5 separate regions of the Mus musculus genome follow, and all the other regions are linked to region 2. The links are chromatin contacts, called in public HiCAR-type and promoter capture Hi-C maps. All regions are on one chromosome and are shown on one strand. Each heading gives the region's core, a stretch centred on a gene start, on an enhancer-like site or on the middle of the called end of the contact. The rest is flanking DNA. Distances are from core to core; before and after follow the strand shown. Region 1 holds the start of Rbm10 (RNA binding motif protein 10). Region 2 overlaps Gm14636 (predicted gene 14636). Region 3 holds the start of Rp2 (retinitis pigmentosa 2 homolog). Region 4 holds the start of Slc9a7 (solute carrier family 9 (sodium/hydrogen exchanger), member 7). Region 5 holds the start of Jade3 (jade family PHD finger 3).

The links. Promoter capture Hi-C pulls out the DNA fragments that hold promoters and counts their contacts. HiCAR-type assays count read pairs that join an accessible place to other places.
Region 1: a promoter capture Hi-C map of liver shows a contact between it and region 2, with 4 times the contacts expected there. The contact joins the promoter of Rbm10 here to the enhancer-like site in region 2. A contact is called at or near these places in 8 of 39 promoter capture datasets (the 3T3-L1 cell line, HPC-7-derived erythroid cells, cranial neural crest and 4 more), 1 of 115 datasets of contacts at active chromatin or transcription factors (astrocytes) and 1 of 9 other capture datasets (liver).
Region 3: a promoter capture Hi-C map of liver shows a contact between it and region 2, with 2.5 times the contacts expected there. The contact joins the promoter of Rp2 here to the enhancer-like site in region 2. A contact is called at or near these places in 5 of 39 promoter capture datasets (the 3T3-L1 cell line, cranial neural crest, liver and 1 more) and 1 of 115 datasets of contacts at active chromatin or transcription factors (astrocytes).
Region 4: a HiCAR-type map of astrocytes shows a contact between it and region 2, with 5 times the contacts expected there. The contact joins the promoter of Slc9a7 here to the enhancer-like site in region 2. A contact is called at or near these places in 2 of 39 promoter capture datasets (hippocampal neurons and pre-B cells), 2 of 484 Hi-C or Micro-C datasets (LSK cells and muscle stem cells) and 1 of 115 datasets of contacts at active chromatin or transcription factors (astrocytes).
Region 5: a contact with region 2 is called in a promoter capture Hi-C map of liver, with 2.5 times the contacts expected there. The contact joins the promoter of Jade3 here to the enhancer-like site in region 2. A contact is called at or near these places in 5 of 39 promoter capture datasets (the 3T3-L1 cell line, 3T3-L1-derived adipocytes, liver and 1 more), 1 of 115 datasets of contacts at active chromatin or transcription factors (astrocytes) and 1 of 9 other capture datasets (liver).

The regions. Positions count from the first base shown.
Region 1 is chrX:20,616,195-20,618,894 of GRCm38.p6, forward strand. Rbm10 (RNA binding motif protein 10) reads left to right here and starts at 1,309. Exons shown (of 24, transcript NM_145627.3): 1 at 1,309-1,857. It overlaps Ndufb11 (NADH:ubiquinone oxidoreductase subunit B11), which reads right to left and starts at 1,425. Exons shown (of 3, transcript NM_019435.5): 1 at 866-1,425. The coding sequence starts at 1,066.
Region 2 is chrX:19,165,782-19,168,481 of GRCm38.p6, forward strand. Gm14636 (predicted gene 14636) reads right to left here. Exons shown (of 5, transcript NR_168020.1): 4 at 994-1,161. Among named protein-coding and RNA genes, the nearest start is that of Mir222, 20 kb to the left of the region's middle. Within about 2 kb of position 1,405, at least 161 of the 459 cell types and tissues checked have an H3K27ac peak or open chromatin away from gene starts, as enhancers often do. A contact at or near this core is called in astrocytes, liver, muscle stem cells and 1 more, where this site is marked.
Region 3 is chrX:20,363,143-20,365,842 of GRCm38.p6, forward strand. Rp2 (retinitis pigmentosa 2 homolog) reads left to right here and starts at 1,339. Exons shown (of 5, transcript NM_133669.5): 1 at 1,339-1,686. The coding sequence starts at 1,594.
Region 4 is chrX:20,290,443-20,293,142 of GRCm38.p6, forward strand. It overlaps Slc9a7 (solute carrier family 9 (sodium/hydrogen exchanger), member 7), which reads right to left and starts at 1,385. Exons shown (of 17, transcript NM_177353.4): 1 at 918-1,385. The coding sequence starts at 1,242.
Region 5 is chrX:20,424,388-20,427,087 of GRCm38.p6, forward strand. It overlaps Jade3 (jade family PHD finger 3), which reads left to right and starts at 1,301. Exons shown (of 13, transcript NM_199317.2): 1 at 1,301-1,443.

The DNA of each region.
Region 1 (2,700 bases), core at 59-2,558, 1.5 Mb after region 2:
TTATAAAGATTAAAAAAATGTTTGGATATTGGCAATTTCCTATGGGTCCACTTATTCTATAGGACCCTATAATAATTTAAGATCTTCAATCAGATGTTAATGTTGAATATACTAGGCCTTTTCAAAAACACAAACCTCACAATATCCTCAGTAGAGTGGAAATGGCAATAATAAACACCTTCTAATTTGGAGTACTTCTGAAGTAAGTGGTAAGAGCTGCAGTGACCATTCTGACTCATATGAAGCAGGTGTGTTTTTCTTAGCTTTCCTAGTACTTTTCTCACTTTACAAAGAAACCGAGGCACCAAGAGATTAAATTACTTGTCCAAGGTCATACAAGTGAATAATTTTCAACCCAAGATGTCTGACTCCAGAATCTCTGCTCTCCATAAAGCACAGGAATTCAGTCCTGAATGCAAATAATCAGCTCCATGACCTACTCAAGCTGTGATCTTGGGCTAGCAACTTGTGTTTTAGTATCCTCATCTATGTCACTGTAACAGTTACAGTGCCTACTTCAGTAACAGTTATAGTGCCTACTTCAAAATCACGCTACTTTAGAATTGAGATGAGTAAATAGATACAAAGTGTCTAGCACAGCCTGGCATTATGCACGTGTTACCTTAGAGTTTAGTATTACCCTAATTATAAAGTTTCTAACATGCTTTGGGTGCTGCCCTCTTTCAGTGTGATTTCTGACTGCAAATAAGGCAACGAAAGAGAAAAACAAGCTAGGCAAAATTTCTGAATATTCGAAGATTTTGTCCACTGCTCAAATCTCGGGCCGGAGAATGTCCGCTTTGACACTGGTTTCCCTGGTCCAGATTGGCCCCTACAGCGTCCCGTTTTCCCCCCTCCCTCTCACCTTCGCGTAGACGTTTTCGTCCTCGGGTTCTGGGTCCTCCTGCCACTGCATGGTCGGTTCTCGTTGCCGCTTTTTCTCCACACCGGATGGGGCGATTACAGCCCTGGAGGACTCCCAGCGAACGCGAGCAGCCGGGAGCCCTCTCATCGCCCCCGCTGCTGACAGGCAGCGACCATACAAGCTTAACAGTCGGGCCGCCATGACAGCTTGTACTGCGGAGTCCTGGGGGGCGGGGGGGGGGAGGGAGACGGAAATACAATGTGCGCAGCTGCGGTTGATCCCAGCGCGATTTTTGTCGCTCCGCCCTTACCTTGCTAAATAGATCCCCGGCCTAAGTTTGTTTACGAGTTCGGCGAGGTGCGGACTCTATTTTGCCTCCCACGCCGTGTCGCTACCGAATCAACGTTATCATTTCTGTTAGTCTGGGAGAGAGTTGTTTTTGAGAGGTCTGTTCATTTTCTTCGTAAGAAGAAAGCGGTGACATCTAGATGGCCCTGTAGGGAAAGAGGTGGAGCTTCTAGTTGTCTTTCAACTTCAAAGGACAGCAAGCTTCTAAAGAGCGGGCCTCTTAGGGGTAGCCAATAGCTACTCTTTTTTCTGGACTCCTGGGCCGTTCTCACAGGGAATGGGGAGGTAGCATATGCTTGCCAATCAGAGAATGCCAGGGCCAGCCAATGGTGACCGGCAACCAATCGTCAAGGCCGGCCAGAGCGCGCTCCCTTAGTAGGTGGATGGTGGTCGGATCGCCGGCTCTCTTCTCGTCGCCATTTTGTGTTGGTGACTGTGGCCGGCTAGGAGGAGGTGGCACCGAGTTTCCTTGGGAGGGCAACGCGTCGGTCGCGTCTCCCCTCCCCCTTTCCTCCTTTTTGCTCCCAGTCTTGGACTTGGTAGTTGCATGCATTGGCTCCCATTTGAACTAACAGTTCTGAAGGAGGTGGTGGCGGGCGGAGGTGATGCCTGGGAGCCCTCCCTTGACAGCCCGGGCCGAGAAGGTGAGCGCCGTTGCGGGTCGTGGGATCGGAGGTAAAGGAGCTGGGCGCGTGGGAGGGGGAGAGGGCCGGTGTGCATAGAAGAGGCGCGGGGACGGACTGTACCCTCGGAGTTCGCACAGAGCTGAGGGATGCCTGCACAGCCTGCACCTGAAGAGGGGGTATGGTCCCCCACCCCAGCTTTTTTCTTATGAAAGCAAAAGCGCGTGCGCGATTGGGACGCGGGATGGGTGCACGCGGGTTGGGGGAAGGGAGAGACAGATGGGAGTGGGGTACTGTGACTTACTGTATTTGCCCACCGAACTTTTTATCTTTTGAAACGCGCGTGTTTGCGACTTTGCGGGGGGTGTTCTTAGAGGAGGGTTGTGCTGACTGCCCTTGTTACTTAACTATCCACGGGGAAATACTCTGGCTGCGGCCTCTATTCATTTATGTGGTGGGAATGAGGGTGACAAGCGCGGAGAAAGAAAGTGAATATGGTTTTTATCCTTGGGGTCTGTATCTGACCTCTGATCCTTATCAGGAAGCAGGCTTGTTACTGATCGACCCCAACTTAGTTAGTTTGGGGAGGGGGTGCAGAGAATATATATATCCGGCGTTTCTTCTTTTGGGAGTTGTATCTGTAACAGTGAGGTCTATATATTCAAAGGGAAATCCGTTTAATTGTGTCTCTTATAGGTATCCTGTGATCCTGGCCCTTGGCTATTTTGGGGGCTTGTCTGTAACTTTGTTTCTTTTCTGTGCTGTGTATGCAACAAAATTAGACTCATTCTTTTGCCATTGAGCATTTTGTGTCAGGTTCTCATCCACTGGGGTTCCTGCCTGTGATTCTTTTCCCCATCTGGG
Region 2 (2,700 bases), core at 155-2,654:
TTCTGTTCATGTCATAATTGCATGTTTATACTCATAAATGGAGATTGCCCAGAATACCTATATAATTACTGACACTTAAAATATTTCCATCTAACTCTTTGTAAGTATATATCACATGATTAGTTCTACTGACCAAAAAGAAACAGACAAAAATCAAGCAGCCACCTACTATCCTAATATGCTTGCTGGGCACAACCTTTATGCAATCATATTTCAGAGAAGTCAAACATTCACACTAATATAAAACTGCTATCTCGGTGTCTTTTGGAACACAGATAGTCACAGCTTTACTGTCTTTTTCTGGAATAGGAGCAGCTCAGATTCAAAACAAGAAAACTGAATTTCAGGTTTCAGAGAAAGAAAGACAGGCAGACACACGGGTAGCACACCATTAAGAGTTAGTTGCTCATTACCATCTTAAAAAAGTTATGAACTGTATGGAAATCAGCACCCTTTTGCTTTATCAAAACAAGAACAGAACTGTAATCAAACAGAACAATCTTAAAATCATGACATGAATACAAAACAAATTCTATGACCACCATAATCTGCCATTCACAATCAGATTTTTTTGGTACACTGCTTCTACTTTCATTTTGTAAAGATCTAGATAAAATCTGACACAATGGGGAAGCAAAGGAACCGACTAATTCTGAAAGTATTTCTTCACATTTCGACTCGCTACTCAGACTGAATGCAAATCTCTATCCATGGAAAGTTAGTGTAGCAACTCAAGCAAACAGCCCATTTGGATTTCATGCTTTGCCCCACTGAAAAGGAAACCATGTTCAAAAAGTAAGATCTAGTTCTATTACATATGTTTGGCTAAACTAGTAACTCACATCTCATTTTGTTAATTACCTGGTAACGTCTCAGCTTTTATGTTATATGGTGGGGCTGCCTGCTTTTAAAATCCTATATATATATATATATTTTGCAATTCTCCCACACACCATATGATATCTATTAGGGACAATGCCACTTTTCACTTACCGATTCTGGATAACGCAGTGTTTCCTGGTGACAGAAAGCTGAAGCTTCCATTTGCTGAAACTCCCTCTTCTCAGCTTGGTAAATCTGATTATAAAACGGCTTTGTTCTGATCGCACAAGGCACTTTTTTCCCACAAAAGTTTGCTAACGAGTTATCTGCATTTCATTCCTGTGACAAAATGAATCAGACAAAAGGGAAAAAGGGGACAGGGAATAAGTCCACACAAGTTCTTGGCACACATTTTCAGCTACATTTTTCTCAGTTTAATCAGTAAGCTGCATTAAAGTAACAGTTACCAGTTCAGGAAGCCAGAGTTTGATCAAATCAGCTACAAACAATCTTGCACTGCTGTGTAGACCCCCACGACTGCAGCCACTTGGTCATCTATCACACAGAGGAATCATTGGACAGTCCCCACCCCCATCTTGCTCCTGATGAGCAGTAGCCAGCGGGAGAGTGGAGAGTGGACAGTCGCCTAACACGGGACTTTTTTTTATAGGGAACTGACAATTAGCTGCTGACCAATCACAACCAACACCTAGTACCTAAGTCACATGACAGGGCAGTCCCTATGCCTGTAGAATTTCTGAATTACTGGGGTTATACAAAGGACACTCATTCAGGAAAAGGGGGGTGGTGGTCATAAGCCGAAACAGAAAATACCCCGGCTGCGACAACTCAAGCTTTAAAACAAGTAACACCCTAGCCTCACCCAGACAAAGAAGGAGCTGAAACCCAGCCAAGATGGGAATCAGAAGAATGTCTGGCATGTATTAAAAAATAATGCCAAAGCAGAGGCTGAGTTTAGAAACTCAGTTCAACTATAAATGAACTGCTCATCCCGCTTCTGACGGTCTCCCCGGCAATTGCCCATCCTAAGCTCCGTTCTGTACAGCTCCACAGAGGCTTGCCGATGGGAGAGGTGTATAAGCTTCTCTTCCCTCCCAGCAAAGGGCCCCAAGAGACAATTCCTAAGTCAAACACATTTCTTTTAAAGACAACTATACAAATTAAGCAAATTTAACCATCCTTGGGACAAATCTTTATGCTAACTACAAATCATGTCCCCATCTATTTTCATTTGTTCATATAAAGAACACTTTTGCTACGTAAACAAGCCCACTTCATGAAGTAGCTGCCAATTTATTTTAACACCCCCAATTTTTCTTTTTTTGGTTGTAAGCCTAGTCTTAATGGCTGAGCCATCTCTCCAGCCCTCAATTTTTCTTAAATAACACTTATGCCTCAGAAAACACACACACACACACACACACACACACACACACACACACACACACACACACAAACACCCTTATCATTTCTTAATTCTCTGAAAATGGTACTTACAAATGTTCCTTGTTTGGATCTATTTATTCTCCCCCTTTACCGACATCTAAAGTCAAAACACAGGCTCAATCTCTTCTTTCCAAACCAGACACCCAATTTTTCTCAGGCAAAGCTGTGATAACTCTTTCTCCAAGGCAAGCCCAGAGCACTGTGCTTCTTGCCATTCCCAATTTATGGAAGGAAGCATATGTCAAACAAACCAGGTGATGACTCACACTACCTCCCCTGGCCAAATTTTCCCCAGAATGGGAGGGTAGTGTAAGTACAGCCCATTTGGATGTGACTCAGTTTTATTAGACTGGTGGTTGTAGTTGATTTGACAAGCTCCTTTTTTTTTTTTTTGTTTCTTTTCTAGCTCAT
Region 3 (2,700 bases), core at 89-2,588, 1.2 Mb after region 2:
TGATCAAACTTTTGCTATTCTATGAATATAAATTAGCAGCAGGGCTCTAATACAAAACTATCCTCACATAGAACTTTGATCTGACTGAAGAAAAAGGCAGTAATGCACAGCTTTTATTGTCCAAGACCTGGAGCTTAACTTTCAGGTCATTTATAATTCTTAAGCACTGTACCCTTCTTCCTGGTTGTACAAAAAGGGCAGGAAGTGAAAGGAGGAACAATCTTAATGCCCAAATTGAGTCAGAGGCTCTTTTAGAATCTACATTAAATGTGATAGGTATGGTCAAGTAAAAAGATAAACAAATTTGAAAGTGCTAGTCTGCATTTGATGTCTTATCATGATGTTTTAATACTGTATCTCAGAGAAATCAACTTATTATGAAAGCAATACATGGGCATTGTACTCAAAGTCCACCCAAATACAACAAATGTTAATGATTGTGTATATTTTTATGTTTTCACGCGAACTTTGTACCATTTGCTTTGAACAGATCAGGTTGTTTATATGATAGGGTTTATATCCTCTATTAGACTTTGCACTGCTTGAGTTCCTAAAGCTCCTTTGTGGTGAGTCAACATGCCTCTCTTACCCTCTATAGTTGGACTACTGTCTTTTGGAAGAGATTGGAAAAAGGTTATATGTGCTTCTGTCATTGGATGCATAAGCTGAGAGATTCAAAGGTACATGCCTTTTTGTAATATCCTTTTGCTCCCAGATTCACTGTTCTAGTAAGGAGACAATACTAGGTTTTTATCCTAAATACTTGTCCAATTTTGGAGAGATAAGTGGAAGCTTTTAGACATCCCTCAAAGGATTGGAGAGATGGCTCAGTGTTTAAGATCATTTGCTCCTCTTGCAGAGGATCCAGGTTCGCTCCCTAGCACTTGCTTGATGGCTTACAACTATTAGTAACCAGGAGATTTGAGCCCTCTCCTGACCTCTACAGACACCAGACATGAACAGTTCGACCAGAAGCTTGTGGGTTCCCTAGAAAGGTACTGAAAGGGAGGAGTGAAGGACACAAATTTGTTTTACAAAATCAGCAAGATTTTTTTCCCTAGCAATTTTTGTCATAAAACAAGTCCACTACTCTGTATGGCATCCCCTCCAGAGCTTAAATTTTGGAAACTTTCGAAATTTGAGCACCGGGTCAGGAAAAGGTACTCAGCCCAATCAAACAGCAGCCAGCTAGCCCAGCCTAGTTCACTAGAGGGGAGAAGCTGGGGGTGGAGTAGGACCGACCTGGGGACGGGGCCCTCGGTGAGAGCACCTGAGCTGGCCAGCCCCCCGCTGACGTAGGATTGGTGAATGAATACTTTGGCCTGAGCTCATAGGAGCAGAGCAGCTTGCGAGGCATTGATTGGCTCAGAGGCTGCTGCCCGCTTATTGGTTGCCATAGGTCGTCACGGAGACCTAGGGGGTTGGGCGGAGAAGGGTGTTGGGCCTGGCGGGAGTGCTGAGGGTTCCTGGCGGCGGGGCTGCTCCCCTGGGCGGTGTCCGGGGAGCTGTTGGCCGAGTCACCCTGGCTTCCCGCCACCCTCTGAAAGGTGTCTGAGCGAGTGGGGTCCACTACCAAGACCCTTAGGCCGCACCATGGGCTGCTGCTTCACTAAGAGGAGGAAGAGTGAAAAGGCTGAGGGAGAGGAGGAGCAGCCCAAGCTGTACAGCTGGGACCAGCGGGAGAAGGTGATGTTTTGGGGATCCCTTGCTTTGGGCCCTCCTCGGCTGCCCTTTGCAGCAGATGAAAGCGGGCAGTTTGGCGGGTGGCCCACAACTGGCTTTCACTGGCGCGCACAGGCAGCTGAAGTCGCACGACTTTGGGGGCGGGATGTGAAGGGCCCAAAGGAGGCATAGAGTTAGTGGTCAGCCTAACTAGACTCCCAGGGCCTCTCTGTAGGCTCTGCACCCCGACTCCGGATTCTAGAAAGGACTCCAGGGAGGGAAAGAGCCAGGAAGGTGCTGAATCTCCAATCAGCTCATTTCACCAGCGTTGGCCAAAGGGGTTTGGTCCAGTGGTCGAATTACACACGCAAGACTGGTTCTCATCTTTTCTGCGGTTTGTATTCCCAAGCTGTTACTCTTTTGTCTGCTCTCCTCTGAAAATCGCTTTTGGTGCCTCTTGGTGTTACTCAGTTATTAAATGGACTGTTTCATGTCTACCTTTATTCTCGTCTTCCATTTATCAGAAAAGAATAATGAAAATTGAGGCAGTCTTGGAGTGTATTGTGTAAGGTGAAAGTACCCAACACAAACCAGGAAGTAGTTTATTATTGCAGCTTTATATGAACGAAAATGCCATATATATATATATGTACACACACACATACACACACACATATATACATATGTGTGTGTGTATATATATATATATATATATATATATATATATATATATATATATATATATATATATATATATATATATATATATATATATATCTCAAAAGGTTTGAAAAAGTCTCCTAATCTTGCACAAAACACACTTACTTAGGCATACATTTCACAATGGTTCCTCTTTCTACAAAGTTCTTCTTTTCTTCTTAGTGTAGTTGCTTTGTAAAACACTTAATAGACATCAATTATTATAGTTTCTCAAACAAAATAAGAACGCTTGTTCTTTTAAATGGGTGTCATGAACAGTTAACTATTGCTTAATGCAACAACTTTGACCAGAAGTACTAAAGTCTTGTTTTGTTATAA
Region 4 (2,700 bases), core at 135-2,634, 1.1 Mb after region 2:
GAGTCCATTGGGGGTGGAGGTGACAGGAGGCACACAGAGAGAAAACAGGATGACTCAGATTGTGGCTGTTATTATCCATGTCCTAGCCTTGCCCATGTAATATGCTGTATACTACTAAATCACTAAATCCAGAAAGGATAGTGGGATCAGCCCATCCTTAACAAAAGAGGACTGACTCCAAGATTAAAACCATCACTTTTCTCTCCACGAACTCAGAAATGTATGTTATATTTTAGGGTTATAAGAGCTACCCTTGACTTGCAAAAGGCATAACTTCCCAATGAGACATAAGGGTACCTGTCTCTAGTTAGGCCTGACATTGTGGTGTCATCAGTCTGGGTCCTAAACCACGCTCATCTTTCTCTGTATTCCTCATTGCACTTTATTAACAAGAAATGAAAGAACACAAACATCAGAAGTGGGCACCAACCTGCGATGACCACCATGAGCAACCCAAGTCAAGATTTACATTCAGCCCTCTTTCTCACGCTCTGTGGCCTGTCCCCTGGGGTGGCACAGCTCCCTGGGAAATCCCCCAATACCTTTTGCAGATCTAAACTGGGGCGGGGAGTGGGGAATCAATGCTGATGGAGAGCAGCACAACCGAGATAAAATGAAGCAAAGGGATCAAGGAGCCACCTCTGTATCTTTCATCTTAGTTCCTAGTAAAGAAACGTCGAAACGGGAACACCCCCCCCCCCACACACACACACACACACACACACACAAAATGCTTTTTAACCGTTGCAGAAAGCCAGAAAAATGCAGACAGTTGACCTTGGAAACCCACAGCGTCTCAGCGGGAAACGCAAATGAAGAAACTCATTTGGAAGTGAAGCAGGAGCACTGCGCGGCACCGGGAGGAGTACGGCCAGCTGCCCTAGGGACCTGGGCCGTGGCAGTAGCAGGGGACTCACCATAAATCATGGCCAGCCCGGTCTCATGAAGGAAACGCACCCGGCGGTGCTTGAAAAGCCAGATGGTGAGGATGGTGAGGGTGAGCAGCAGGATGAAGGTGAGCAGGCTCACGCTGTCCTGCCGGTGGCTCTCCTCCGCCTCCTTCTCGGTGGCAAGCTCCTCCATGGCGCTGCTGTCCTCAGCCGCCGCCCCAGAGGAGGCCGCGGCCCCAGCCCGCAGCCCCCGACCCAGCAGCACAGGCAACAGTGGCAGCAGCAGCAGCCGCGGCGACAGCCCCCGAAAAGCTCTCCCGGGACCCGGGCGCGCCGCGTCACTAGGCTCCATGACTCCGGGTCGCCCGTGCCTCTTCCACGCGGGGACCAGCTCGCGCCGTCGGCAGCTTCCAGCGGTGCCGCGGACTTACCCCGGTGGCCACAGCCGCAGCTCCTCCTCCCGCTGCTCGCGCCTGGCCAGGGCTGCGCCAAGCTGCGGGGGAGGGGCACGCGCAGTGCGCAGGATCCCCAAGCGCCACCCCCCGCCCGCGCACCTGTTCATCCCCCGCCTAGAGGAGCAGCAAGGCCACCAGGCTGGCTGTCCGGGCGGGGCGAGCTCTATCCTCCCTCTGCCAGGAGGGCGGCTAGCCCTTCCACTGCGCCACCGAGCTGCTGGCCGTGTCCAAGCGTACCTGGTCAGACTGTCTGGGGTCGGCAAGCCAGTTCCTGAGTTGTAGCTACCACGTCACCTAAAAGAGATGGCAGAGGTCATTCGCTCCTGGCAAGGGACATCAACTTGGATCAATTCATTGCTAGGTCTCCAGACCTGTCCTTAGCGCCACGCTCAGAGTTTGAAGTCACAGGGGTCTGTGGCCTCTCTGAGCCCAGTAAAGTGGGGGTACCCAGGAGTTACAAAGTCATGTCACTGTCTATACACACGGACGCGCGCGCACACACACACACACACATACACACCACCTACTTCAATTTTTCTCACCTTTCGGGCTGTATCCAGAGTTTCAGAACTCCCCAGAGTCTTTTAGGCATTATTCAAATAAACTGTGTTCAAGTCAGCTTCAGGGTTGTAAGGGCAATTCGTGAGAGCCATGAAATAAATACCTCCAGCATCTAGATTGCAACTAATCCCCTTGGGGAAAGAGGGTTGAATTAGAGAGAACTAAAGACTCTTGCCATTTTGTGTAGAAGAGCTGCAGATGGTGTACCAAGGGTACCCTTTTAATGCTGTCTTCCTGTTAACTTTGAAAACAAGGGGGGGGGGGCTTTAGTTAAGCTTTTAGGATCAAGCCCAGCTCCGAATTAGGACAAGGTCTTCAGAAGACAAAAGCTTTTGGAAGAAATTCTAATAACTAGAATAGTTATTCTCTAGACTAACTAGAGCAACCACCTTGTTTCTCAAGTCAAGGAAGAAAAGAAAGCTTAATATGATCAGTCACCTCCTGATGTTGAGCATTCTATTTGCTGAATCTCTCTCTGAGATCCCTACCAACTGCCCATGCTTTTTTGGCCAGAGGAGTTTTTACAGTCAGGAGAATTCACTGAAGGACACAGGGAAACTCTTCAGAACATACCTACATCCTCTCTAGGTGAACATTTAGACAAAACTGCATAGTACCTTCTTCACACCATGGAATCTCTTCATCTTGATTTTAGCCAGGATCTTTTGCTACTCCTCCACAAATATATGAGACACTGCAAACAAGAACCACCTCACTGTGCATAGTTCATGCCTCAAACTGAGATAATGAAATATTTGGACCTATTTTAATTGACCATGCTATTTGAAAATGGT
Region 5 (2,700 bases), core at 51-2,550, 1.3 Mb after region 2:
TATAAGTGAAAATAACTATATTAATTCATCATAATTGTGAATGATGCATTTTCAATTCTAGCAAGGTAAATTAAAAAAAGTTGTTTTCAAGCATCTGTATTTCAAAGGTCCAGGAACCAGTAGTAAATTATGTACACTTGTTTTATATATTACTACTATACATCATGTCTCCCTTATTTATTTGACGCTATTGTCTTCCATAATTGTGACAATGGCTAAGCAAAACAAAAAGTTGCAGGGCAGATGACCAGGGAGCTGGAACGCAGGGGCATAGAATAGACCAAAGCAGGCATTCATGGTGAACTTTTTCTTGTTTGTTTGTGTTTCTCTGTATAACCCTGGCTGTAGTGGAACTCGCTCTGTACACCAGTTTTACATTCTCTATCCAACCCTCTCTGTCTGTCTCAGCCCTAGTTTAAAGTTTTTTTTCCAAATAATTCTGATAGGCCTACCTAAACTATCCAAGACGGCGACCCCTACTTTTAAGTCAACCGATCTTTAATTATAGTACCAAAATATCTCCCCAGGAACACCTGGACGAGGGTTTGAATAACTGGGAGCTGTAGGCTAAGTCGACATCAGAAAAAAAGAAAAAGAAATCAAGAAGTCCCACCCCATCATAAAGCATTTTTGCTCACAACTGGATTAATGTGTTGTCAATTGCCTCCTGGCTTTTATTATTTATCCATGCTTCAAGTCTAAACGTCAGAAATAATGGTCGTCTTAGAGTTTAGGGACGAATTGCACTCGTAGAACTTTACAATCGAGTCAGGAGGGTGGGAAAGCTCAGGCTGGACTTTGCCGGAGCAGGAGCCAGTGCACCTCGCTGGCCCAAGCGCCTAGCAGGGCTGGGACGCCTCAGGGCAGCAGCGCGCGCAGCAGGAGGGGAGGAGAACCCACCTGAAGCGCCGCGCCGCGCGTGCGGGAGCTTGAGGTGGGTGGAGCCTCGAAGCCGGTGGCGCTCGTGACGGCGCCCAGCCCGCCAGAAGATCGCGCGGCGAGCAGACGGCGGGGAGTCAGCCGGGTAGGGCGAGCGCAGCCGGCGGGGGTGGGGGGAGGTGGGGGGGGGTGGGGCGGGGAGTTGCAGTGATGAGGAAGGAAAGGGAAGAGGCGGAGCGTGGGAGCGCACAGTGTCAGGAATACAATAGTGCTCCGCGCCGCCTCGGCTGCCGCCGCCGCCCAGCAGCCTGTCCAGAGCTGAGGCCTGAAGGGCCAGGCGGCCAGGGCCGGGGGCGGGAGCAGAGCGCTAGGGGGCGGCCCCCTCGGCTCCTCGGAAGGCCCGGCCAGGAGGGCGGGGTGAGATTAGGGGGCAGGTGCGAGGGAGGGAAGAGAAGAAAGCAGGCGGCTAGGGGGCGGTTACCACCCTAGCCAGACTCGCCCGGCACGTTGAGGGGGCCCTCAGTGTGCGGCGAGGAAGGAGCGGAGCGAGACGCTGCGCCGGAGGTAGGCGCTCTCGAGGGTGGCCTCGGCACCAGCGAGGTTGTGGGCGTAGTGCGGGTTTAGTGGCGGGAGTGGCGGCCTCGAGGAGTGGGACGCGAGCGGCGTGGAGCTTGGGGTCCCGGCCTTGCCACCCTCGGGGTCGCTCCAGCTCCACGTAGCGGTTGCCCCGGGGTCCCCCCGAGAGCCCCGGAACACAGAGCGTGTGTGGGCTGAGGTAAAGTGCCCAGTCGCCCCGCTGCTGGTGGCGCGCTGTGCCCGGTGGCCCGGGCGGGGGGTTGGGGGGGGGCGCGCGGACACGGACACACGAGCTGGGCTACAGCCTCCCGGACACCTCCGGAGGCGTTGAGCGCCATAACTGTGGCGGCCGTTCCCTTCGGAGTCCCCTCCGGGTGCCCCTTTCCGTGCTTGTCCTGTGCTATCAGGGACTCTTGGGGCCAGACCTCGGGGCTAGAGGGCATGCTCTTTCTGCTGCCTGTGGCTGCCGGGTCCGAGCAGCGAGAGGGCGCACCCTGGCTGTTTGAGCCTTGCGGAGCGGGAAGATACTGAGGGTCCGGAGAGGGCAAGACGGGCAGTGTGGGGAGCAACCAGGCACTCTGAGAGCTGAAATGCCAACCTAGTGGGAGTGCGGGTGCCCTTCCGTCCTCGAACTTTCCTTTCTCCAGTCATTGTTAGGACGCAGTGAGTGTTCGAAGCCCGCAATCGCCCTGAGGTCTAGGGGTGGGAAAATCGCCAGGGATATGCCAATTAAGGGGAGATTTTTCTGCCACCGGGCATAGTTGTTAACTTTTCTCCAGCTCCTCTGAGGGAGCCACATCGATTTTATTTTATTTTATTTTTTTAATCCTCCCAGCCTTTTCCTCCTGCTTTTCGGAGCAGAGTTTTGGTGGAATTGGGCTTTAAATTACACAGGGCAAACAGCGTTCATTATTTGTAAGGAAGAAAGTGGGGTGGGAAGAAAGTGTGGGGGGGGGGGACTCTTTAGTGAGTGTCCTTAATGGTGGCATGTGAAGATACACTTAAGAGTTTATCTCTTTGCAGCCCTAGGACATACGTACCTTGTAGGGCTTTCACAAGAAACTTGTTTGACCACTCCACTGGCGTTGAGTCACAAGGAAAGATGTGCACAAGGGTCGACCAACCCCGCCTTGTGAGATGCACTTAACTGTAAGGCTGAGGATGAGAACCTCACCCTCCACCCGCCACAGTTTGATTGTATAAGAAATAAAAACCATGGTGACAGAGATTTCAGTGTCCTAGAGG